2 separate regions of the Sus scrofa genome follow, and region 2 is linked to region 1. The links are chromatin contacts, called in public promoter capture Hi-C maps. All regions are on one chromosome and are shown on one strand. Each heading gives the region's core, a stretch centred on a gene start, on an enhancer-like site or on the middle of the called end of the contact. The rest is flanking DNA. Distances are from core to core; before and after follow the strand shown. Region 1 holds the start of JAM3 (junctional adhesion molecule C). Region 2 holds the start of VPS26B (vacuolar protein sorting 26 homolog B (S. pombe)).

Evidence for each region. Promoter capture Hi-C pulls out the DNA fragments that hold promoters and counts their contacts.
Region 2: a promoter capture Hi-C map of fetal liver shows a contact between it and region 1, with 2.5 times the contacts expected there. The contact joins the promoter of VPS26B here to the promoter of JAM3 in region 1. A contact is called at or near these places in 2 of 5 promoter capture datasets (fetal liver and fetal skeletal muscle) and 1 of 2 datasets of contacts at active chromatin or transcription factors (skeletal muscle).

Annotation. Positions count from the first base shown.
Region 1 is chr9:60,626,179-60,630,922 of Sscrofa11.1, reverse strand. It overlaps JAM3 (junctional adhesion molecule C), which reads right to left and starts at 1,678. Exons shown (of 9, transcript XM_021063173.1): 1 at 1,556-1,678. The coding sequence starts at 1,604.
Region 2 is chr9:60,783,414-60,788,229 of Sscrofa11.1, reverse strand. It overlaps VPS26B (vacuolar protein sorting 26 homolog B (S. pombe)), which reads right to left and starts at 2,038. Exons shown (of 6, transcript NM_001137634.1): 1 at 1,800-2,038. The coding sequence starts at 2,022. NCAPD3 (condensin-2 complex subunit D3) reads left to right here and starts at 2,323. Exons shown (of 34, transcript XM_021063171.1): 1 at 2,323-2,932. The coding sequence starts at 2,869.

The sequences.
Region 1 (4,744 bases), core at 429-2,928:
TTTAAAAAATGAGAACACTCAAAAATAACAGCAGCTGAAATGAGTAACCATAAAAATAAAAGAGACAACTGTGATGCCCTGTGGAAGAATGGTTTTCAAGGTATCACTGCATATTTGGAGCATAAACAAAATAACAGAAAAGAGCTCCCTAAAAGTGATAGCTGCTTCCCTTCTGAGTATCTTAATACATCCTACTACTTCTGTTCTTTGTCATTAGTGCTATTTTTCAAATGTTGATCACTCCTTCTATGCTCTGCAGGTAAATTTCAGTCCTTAACATCAAGAAAGCCGCAAAAGTAGCCCCTCTGCAAGACCAAAGTAAGAAGGGGATGTGAAGGCCTTAGCATCTGCTAGTTTTACTAACAAACCACCAAGTGAAATTCCTTAACTCAACTGCCAAATGCTTCTGCAATAAAAACTGCAAACTTTCATGTGAACAGACCTTTCCAACAATAGCGAGTTGTTCCAGTCCCTGAATAGGACAGTGTCAGTGTGACCAACAAAGCTGGGAGGGGACATTCCTGACACCCTTGTCCCCTGGCTAGCCTTTGATCATTCATCTCACCCAACCACACGTTTTTGAAACCACTTTCAGGCAAAGTATATGGACAACATCTATTCCCCAAACTTAGCTCTCATCAGAGCCCTGCTGCCTGGCTTCTGCCAGGATCCTCACAGTTCAGGCCACCCGGTGTGTATCCCAAACTCAACCCCTGCCCAACACTGAGCCTCCAACACAGGGTCCTTTGTTTGCTTAGTGTGCCCACCCCACCCCCAAACAATTACTTGGGGCTTTACTGTGTATACTCTGGAAAACATGGGATGAGGGTGGCAACTACACCAGACAACGAAATGACCAGAGAACTGGGATGCCCCAGGATGCCCCAGGATGCTAAGGGTGCTGTGGCTAAGGGTCGGAGTGTCCCCTGCTCCTGGGGGCAGCCTTGGAGCAGGGACAGACTTCGGGGTCAGTGCTATATCTGGAAGCGAGTCGGTAAGACCCACTCACATGCTGTGGGGAGGACTACGTGGGAACAGTTTCGAGCGCCCAGCGCGCGCCCACCATCACCAGCGTGTGGTCCTGCCCTCCTACTTCCCAGGGCCAGACCGATGTCCTGTCCCGGCACCCCCGTGCCACTCCAAGGCTGGCTGAAGAACAGGCGGGACAAAGAGCGGCGGGGACCAGGGACGCGGGACTGGACGGCTTTGTTCACAGAGGGACGGAGTACCAACTGCGGGGCCACAGGACCCGGGCCGGACCCCGCACCTCAAGACGCTCTGAACCCCGACCCCCGCACCTCTGGACCGCTTTCCCGGCCCGCACCGCCTACCTCGACCCCAGACCCGAACCTCCGACCCGGGACCCGGACCCCTGGGACCCCGTTCCCCCGCCGGGACCCCGGAACCCCCGCATCCCTGACCCCCGACCTGGCCGGCCTCCCACACCCCTAGAACTCCCTCCCTGCACCCTCGACCCCCGGAGCCCCGCACCCCCGAGCCCGCTTTACCCGCCCAGGAGCCTCCGGCCTCGCCCGGCGGAGGCCCGCGGACTCACCCAGTAGAAGCAGCAGCAGGACCAGCGCGGGCCACTGCCTCAGCGCCATTTCGAGCGCAGCTGAGGGGCCGCGGGCCCGCTACTCGCGCATGCGCTCTGCCTGCTGCCCAGCGCCCGCCCCGGTCACCATAGCGACCGTGGCGGCGAGCGGTCGCCATGGTGCGCAAGAAGCCCGAGAGTGGTTGCTATGGAGGCAAGGATGCTATGGACCCTGCTCTTGGGGACTCTTTCAAAGAATTTGGTAGAAGAAGGTGAAGCAGCGTATTCAAGAGAGGGCGTGTTGAATTTCCACATGTATAAAATGAATCTGTCACTACAGGTCCGGGAAGGAACACTCCATTAAAATTTGGGAAATAAAGGAGTTCTCGTGTGACTCAGTGGATTAAGGATTCCACCTTGTCACTGTAACTGCACTGGTTGCTGCTGTGACTTGGGTTCGTTTCCTGGCCCGGGAACTTCCACGTGCTGCGGACTCGGCAAAAAAATAAATAAATAAATTGGGAAATGAAGTAATTCTACCTTGGGGGTTTGTTTGTTTTAGGGCCGCGCCCATGACATATGAAAGTTCCCAGGCTAGGGGTCGAATCGGAACTGCAACTGCTAGCCACAGCCACGTCTGCGACCTACACCACAGCTTGTGGCAACACTGGATCCTTAATCCACTGAGCAGGTTAGGGATCAAACCCAAGTCTTCATGGATACTAGTTGAGTTTGTTACCACTGGGGCACAATGGGAATTCCGAAGTGCTCCTAATTTTACAGATAAGGGTTCAGCCCTGTTATCTTGGAGGCACTATTGCCTTCTCTTCTTGGATCCCAATTCTAAATGTGATGAGAAGGAAATGTGCCAAAATCTACATAAGACATAAGCAATGCATGCATTATATATTATATAAAAGCCAGGTATTTCTAAAATAAACATAGTCTATAGTTTCAGATCTAGATCAAAAGCATGATGGCTTACCCAATAGTTTATTCTGCAGAAAAGCAGGCTGATTCTTTTCTCTGATTTCTGAATATCGGGAAATGGTAAGGTTAAGGAAGAAAAATGGAGCAGAATCTTGTGAGGACAGACACACAAAGTGAAGAGAAGGATTAAATGTACTGAAAATTCGAAATTTGCCATTGTGGCTTAGCGGGTACAAGCCCGACTAGTATCCATGAGGATGCAGGTTTGACCCCTGGCCTCGTTCAGTGGGTTAAAGATCAGGTGTTTCTATGAGCTGTGGTGTAGGTCACAGAAGAGGCTCGGATCCCACATTGCTGTGGCCATGGTGTAGGCCATCAACTGCAGCTCTGATTCAATCCCTTGCCTGCTAACTTCCATATGCTATAGGTGTGGGGCTAGAAAAAAAGAAAAAATTAATAAATAAATTTTAAAATAACAAGTAAATATAGGGAAATTTAGGAAATTGGACCTAAGGATGCAGGAGGTCTTGAGTATCATTTAGTACTGTGGGAAATTCCTGAAATAGCTCATTTTACATCTGATATAGAAAGGATATCCCTAATGCTCCAGGACAAACAGAGTCAAAAGAGAATTCTGAGTATATTATTAGTAAAAGTGACAGAGTTTCCAACAACTGATTTTTTTTTTTTTTTTGGCTTTTTAGGGCCACACCCGCAGCATATGGCAGTTCCCAGGCTAGGGGTCTAATCAGAGCTACAGCTGCCAGCCTACACCATAGCCACAGCAATGCCAGATCCAAGCCGCATCTGCAGTCTACACCACAACTCATGGCAAGGCCGAATCATTAACCTACTGAGCAAGGCCAGGGATTGAACCTGAAACATCATGGTTCCTAGTCAGATTCGTTTCCACTGTACCACGAAGGGAACTCCAACCAATATTTTTTTGATGTTTAACTTAAGGATTTCATTTTTCATACAGTCACCCCAGTTTTTTTTAGTATTTTTAGTTTTTGCAAAGTGGAACAGTGTGTATATATGTACATATAAGTAATTTGTACATGTCCTTAATTATGAATGCCAAGAAACATAAAATAGATTGAAGTTGTTGTTAAGGATATACTTCAACTGCCATCTCTATATTATCTTTATAAGTCTTTTTTTTTTTTTTTTTTTTTTTACAGCCACATTGGTGGCATATGGAAGTTCCTGGGCCAGGGGTCAAATAGGAGCTGTAGCTGCCAACCTAAGCCACAGCACAGCAATGCTGGATCCAAGCCACACCTGCAAACTACACCATAGCTTGTGGTAAAGCTAGACCCTTAACCCACTGAATGAGGCCAGGGATCAAATCCATGTCCTCAGAGACACTATATCCGGTTTTTAACCTGCTGAGCCACAACAGGAACCCCTTTATGAGTCTTTATAACTGCTCCCACCTTTGCCAAGTATGAATTAATTAATTCACCCAAATTTCATGTAATAAAAATTTTAAAATAACTCAATCACCTATTTTGATGCCATTGTCTTTCCTATCCTAAACTTCTTTCTGTCCAGTTTCACGATGTAACAAAGGCACAAGCAAAATATGTAAAAATTATTTTGTAGTGGTAATCTCTGTCCCTCCATTAAACACAATAGAGAAATTTAAAAGAGTAAGATTCTACTTAGGCTGACTTTTTTCCTCTGCTCTTCATTCTGCCATCCATTTTAGCTCCTGATTATATGTTCAGGGATATTTGCCAGTTTGGTGACCTGGGAAATGTGAGGTGGCGTCTGATTGCGAACAGAGCAGTTTTTAGAACCAGTGCCTCTTTTCTCCTGCTGGATTCCTGTGTTTGCATTGTGAAATGGTCCTGTCTGTTAAATGGTCCTCTCTGCTAGGGAATAATTTGAAACTTAGAACAAGTTTACAGAGAAAGTCTTTGTGAATATTTTATACGGAGCGGAGTTTCCTGCTAGAGTGAATGCAGGTGCTTCATTGTAAAACATTGATTTTTTTTCCTCCACAGATGCAGTCTACATGTCATGACCAGTGGCTGAGACAGGATCCTGGAATGAAGCCTAACTAGTGACCTAGTAGGATGCACTTGACTGTCAAGTCACCTGCTCCTCCTTAGGATTTCACTCTTCTCTGGAGACTTCTGGCCCTAGGCAGATAGGAGTCAGGGCTCTGGAAGCATTCCATGAGTGTCTGTGGAGTCTGTGCTTCTGTCACTACATTAGCCAACTGACCAGGCTTATTTCCAATGTGTGGCTTATTAGGGAGAGATACATGTC
Region 2 (4,816 bases), core at 789-3,288, 160 kb before region 1:
TTAAAAAAAAATTAAAAAAAAAATTAAAAAAAAAAAAAAAAAACACTTTAAGAAGACATTGAAGTGAAAAGAAGAGATAAGGTGGCCAGAGCAAGTTATTGTGTGAGAAGGGCCAGGAGACAAATGGGACCCCTTTCCTGCCTACTCCCAAAACTGAGATGAGAGAGGAGTTTTTCTGAACAAGGTCTGAGCTCCTGTGAAAATTGGGATATGCAGAGGACCCATGCACTGGATCACCACACAGCTGTCCTTGCAAGGACTCTGTGGAGACCCTTCCAGAGGTTTCCACTTGGGGGAGCACGTCTTCTGGGAAAAAACATGGGGAAGAGAGATGGAGGTGGGGGTGGGGGGGGCTGGCCCGGTGTGAACATTCCTGTGGACAGTTGACAGCGTAATCAGGCTGGCGTTTTAAAGGGCCAGCCCCTGGAAACTTCTTGATGGGTCCAGCTAAACAGGGCAAGGGAAAATGACAGTGATCATCCTAACTCCCTTTCACGAGTACTTGCGAAGCGTGCCAGCTGTGCACTTCATGGATGTCGACGACCTCCAGTCCTCACAAGACCCTCAAAAAGGTTATAAATGGAGCCTGTGTAATTTAAGTAACCCTCTGCTTGACCCTCAATCATACAGCAGGCTTTTCTAAGAAACGCACAGGTAGGACACATGCATTTTCATCAGGAGGAAAAGGAAATCCATCATAAGAAGGTTAATTACATAAATCACTTTATTCTCAAGCTGCGGAACTCTTCCCAGGAAGCAGAGAAAGAAAAGGGAAAAAGGAAAAAAGAAAGAACCAAAATGAAGAGACTATGGTTTACAAGAAGGTAAATTTTGAGTGAAACAAGAAGGAAGGTGTCTGGAACACAATGATGTCAACACTGTTACCCTCATAGAGTAGTGGGACCACCCTGTATATCACCAGCCCAGCCAGACCTCAGAATCTCACCGAAGTGCCACCCACTTCATGCAGAGTCAGGAAAGCAACGAAGGAGAAAAACCACACAACCACAACCTTGGGGAAGTTACTCACAGCTTCGCTCCAATGCTCTCAGGTCACCTGGTAGAGCCCCTTAAGTACAGGACACAAACATTCCACACTGTGCACAAAGCCTGGTCCCTAGACACGTGATTCTGTAGTATCCTTGCCTTACAGGTGAGAAAGCTGAGGCCCAAAGGTGTGGGTCGATTTGGCCCAGAATACTAGGTATTCCTACTGCCTTTTATTGTCTAGTTGTAATTGCTAATAATTATGTTCGAAGACAGAGCCTTGAAAAATTCTGACCCCTTAATTTAGGTCTTAAGAGCATCATTTCTTTGTGTTTAAGAAGAGGAGTCTGCTGAAGACTGTTCTAATCAAGAGGTCTTAGGAAAACGGGATGGGTGGACAGAAGGCCAACGAGGAGCTCAGTGTGGGACACAGGTACTAGAAAAGGGTGGTCGGCCTCAGGACTCGGTGAAGTGGCCACGACCTGCGGGCGGGCCCAGCAGCACTGAAGGCCCAGTAGGAACAGCGGCTGAGACCTCTCTGGTGGGCAACCAGGATCGCGGGAGGGCGGGGGATTGGAGAAATAGGGAGTTGAAGTAATGGGGGCAGGGGTTAAGGGGAAGGGTTAAGAAGCGGGGGATCGCGTCAGAGGCCAGGGTTTATAGAGGAGTGGGGCACGGGGGTCGAGTGGGGGGGTCAAAGGAGGGGTTAGGGGGTCGAGGGTCAGGGCTCAGGGTCAGGGTCGGGGTGGGATCTGGGTTGAGGGGCAGGTCTGGGGGAGAAGGACTCGGGGCGGGGCGGACCCCGCACTCACCGATCTGCCCAATGAACTCGACCTTGATACCCTGGTGCTCCAGCCGCTTGTTGGGGTTTTTGAGCGCCAGGCTCACCTTCCCGGACACCGTCTCCCCATCGTAGAAGAGGAAGTACTTGTCCTTCTTCCCATCCTCCGTCTTGTGCTCGGCCCGCTTCCTGCTGTCCGCATCGTTCAGCAGGATGTCCACCTCCACGCTCTGCCCGAAACCGAAGAAGCTCATGTCCCCGCCGGGCCGGCCGGGCCTGGGAAGGCCGAAGGGCTGGACTTGGCGCCGACGCCCGCACTTGCCGGGCCGGCGCGGTTCCGGGGACAGCGCAAAGCGGGCGCGAGGCACCCGCCCGCCGGTGCGAGAGGGGCCGACCAGCCAGCCAGCAGTCGGGCCCAGGAGCAGCGCCCGCTGCTACAGCCTCTCAGCGGGAGGCGCCGGACTCACCGCGCGCATGCGCACGCCTCCGCCTCCCCGGTCAGGCCGGCGCGCCTCCAGCGGAGCGCGCACTGCGCATGCGCACCCCCTCTCCCGGCTTTCCCGTAGTTGACATGGCGACCCCGGCTTCCTTCCAGAGCTCCGGCCAGACGTCCCGTAAAATTCAAAAGTAAAGAGGTCCTTTCTGAATGATTTTTTCTGCTTTTCTTTTATTTAGTTAGGTAAACGGTAGGCCGCGACCCATACTCGAATGTGTAGATGTTCGACTGCGGTCTGACAGGTAAACGCGGCCTTTTGACACGCACGCGAAATGCCGCTTGTCAGAGCAAGCGTGACAATTACAACAGGAAGTACCCTGCCTTAGATTCGCTTCTGGGTGTTCCCTATTTGGGGAAAGCGAGCGAGAAGGAGAGCGTTAGATTTAGCTCGCTTTTCGACACCACCCTCAAGACTCGGCTGGGTCAGCCGTCCTGGTCCTGCTCTCGCTTTGCGCATGCAGCAGAAGACCCTGCTGATTGGCTGACGGACAGAGCCGACCGGGCGCCGTGATTGGTGCATAAGAGTTCTGTTCTCCTTAGCCCGCCGGGGATATCTGGGCGCGCGCGCCAGAGAGAGCTTTGAAAGTTCAGGCGAGCGGCAGTCATGGCGGCGCGGCAGGGCCTGGAGAGCAGCCTACAGCCCTGGAACACGCTGGACCTCAGTCCGGGTGAGGAGACGATGGGAGCCTGGGGGGCTGTGGAGGGTGCTGTGGAGGGCTCGCCCGGGTCAGCAGCGTGGGCGCTCCTCTGGGAGCTCCCTTCTTGGCCTGGCCTCCAGTTCTGCGCGTACAGCCTCTCAGGTCCCGAGGTTTTAGGCAGCGCGTCGGTTTGGTGGGCCGGAGTGACCTCCTGGACTGGAGTGCAGGGGTGCGGCTGGCGTCCCCGGGAGCCCCTCCCTCGTCACTGAAGGACCGTGGGTTCCCCCCGCCCCCAACCGCTGGTGGCAGCGGCGTCTCGTCGCAGACCTTGACCGCGCTGCCCCTGGGGCTGCTGTCCAGCCCAAGCCCCCCCCCCCCATCTGGCCGGCCTATGCACTTGGGGCGCACCTTGCCTCTTTCGGGTGTTGGCACTTCCGGCCCCGTACACTTTCCAGGACCACTTTGAAAACGCAGGCATGACCCACCAAGTCTGAACCTTCAGTGGTTCCACTTGGCTTCCTAAGTAATGACCACATCTTCTGTTTGCACTCAGAGCCTTCACCCAGCCCTGCAGTTATCCTTTCCCGGAGCAAGAGCTCTGGAGTCAGACTTGAGGTCCGTGTCTTTGTCCACCACTTAGCATCCGTGCATCGCGGGCCAACTGGTTAACCCTGCTAAACCTGGGTTGTTTATGTGTCAAATGGGGGTTCAGATATTTATTTCCCAGGGCATTTGTGAAGATTAACTTTGTAACCTGCTAACTGTTGCATCTTCTGTTACCGAACCAAACTTGGGTCCCCTGCCCTGAGCACAGTAAAGCCAATCTGCTGACACGGGGTTGTGTGAAGGAAAGTGTAGCGTTTATTGCAGGGCCAAGCAAGGAATCCAAGTACCTAGTGCTTAAGAGACCGGAGCTCCCCTGAAGTTTCAGGGGAATGGTTTTAAACACAAGGTGAGGTAAGGGGGTGAGATGTGATCAGCTGGTAAATGTTCTTCTAATTGGTTGGTTGTGTGGTAATGAAACATCAGCATCATTAGCCTTCCAACTGGTTTGGGATCTGTGTGCTTATGGGTAGCATTGAATTAACTTCTTCCACCTGTCGTGGTTTCAACATCTGCAAAATAGCTCTAAGGACATGGCTCAGAATATTATCTATAGCCCTTGATAGCCTGAAGGTCCTTGACTTTGTTGAATGGCTAAACTATTGTTATTTTATCTTGCTTACTGTTTTCCTTTCTGTGTGCATTTTCTCACTTTTCTCATTAAATTTATTCTTTGACTAATATTTTTCTACAGACAAAAGGCAGATGGAGCACAGGGAGGGTAGGGGTGTGTGTGACTGGGAAGGCTCCATGGGGTCCTGCTCTGTTACACTAACTGCTGAATACATGCTGATACCTCACCCTTCACAGGTGAGCTCAGTGCTGTCACTATTTAGTTGGTTTCTAAACAGATACTTTCTTACCCTTTGTGTCTTGTTATGGGCCCTCTCCCTCTGGAATGCACTCTTCTACATTTCTTTCCCTGGCAACCCCTACATTTGGGTGCAACTGAAGGATTGTCATCCTTCCCACCTCTGTTCCTCCTTCTCCCCCAGTAATATTCTCTATCTATTTCTCTACTGTTGCGCCTTTCTACTACTGTTTTAACACCCTTCCATTCTAGACGTGATAATAGGGCCATTTGTTGAATATATTGATTTCCTAACTCCAGATCTATTCTTTTCTCAGCAGGACTTGATAGTTCTTGACCTCAGAAATGAGCTCAAGAAATATGGGTGTGCGTTTACAAGTATGCATATAGGAGTTCCCATTGTGGCTCAGCTGGTTAAGAACATGACATAGTGTCCATGAGGATTCAGTTCAATTCCTGGCCTCTCTCAGTGAGTTAAGGATGTGATGTTGCTGCAACTG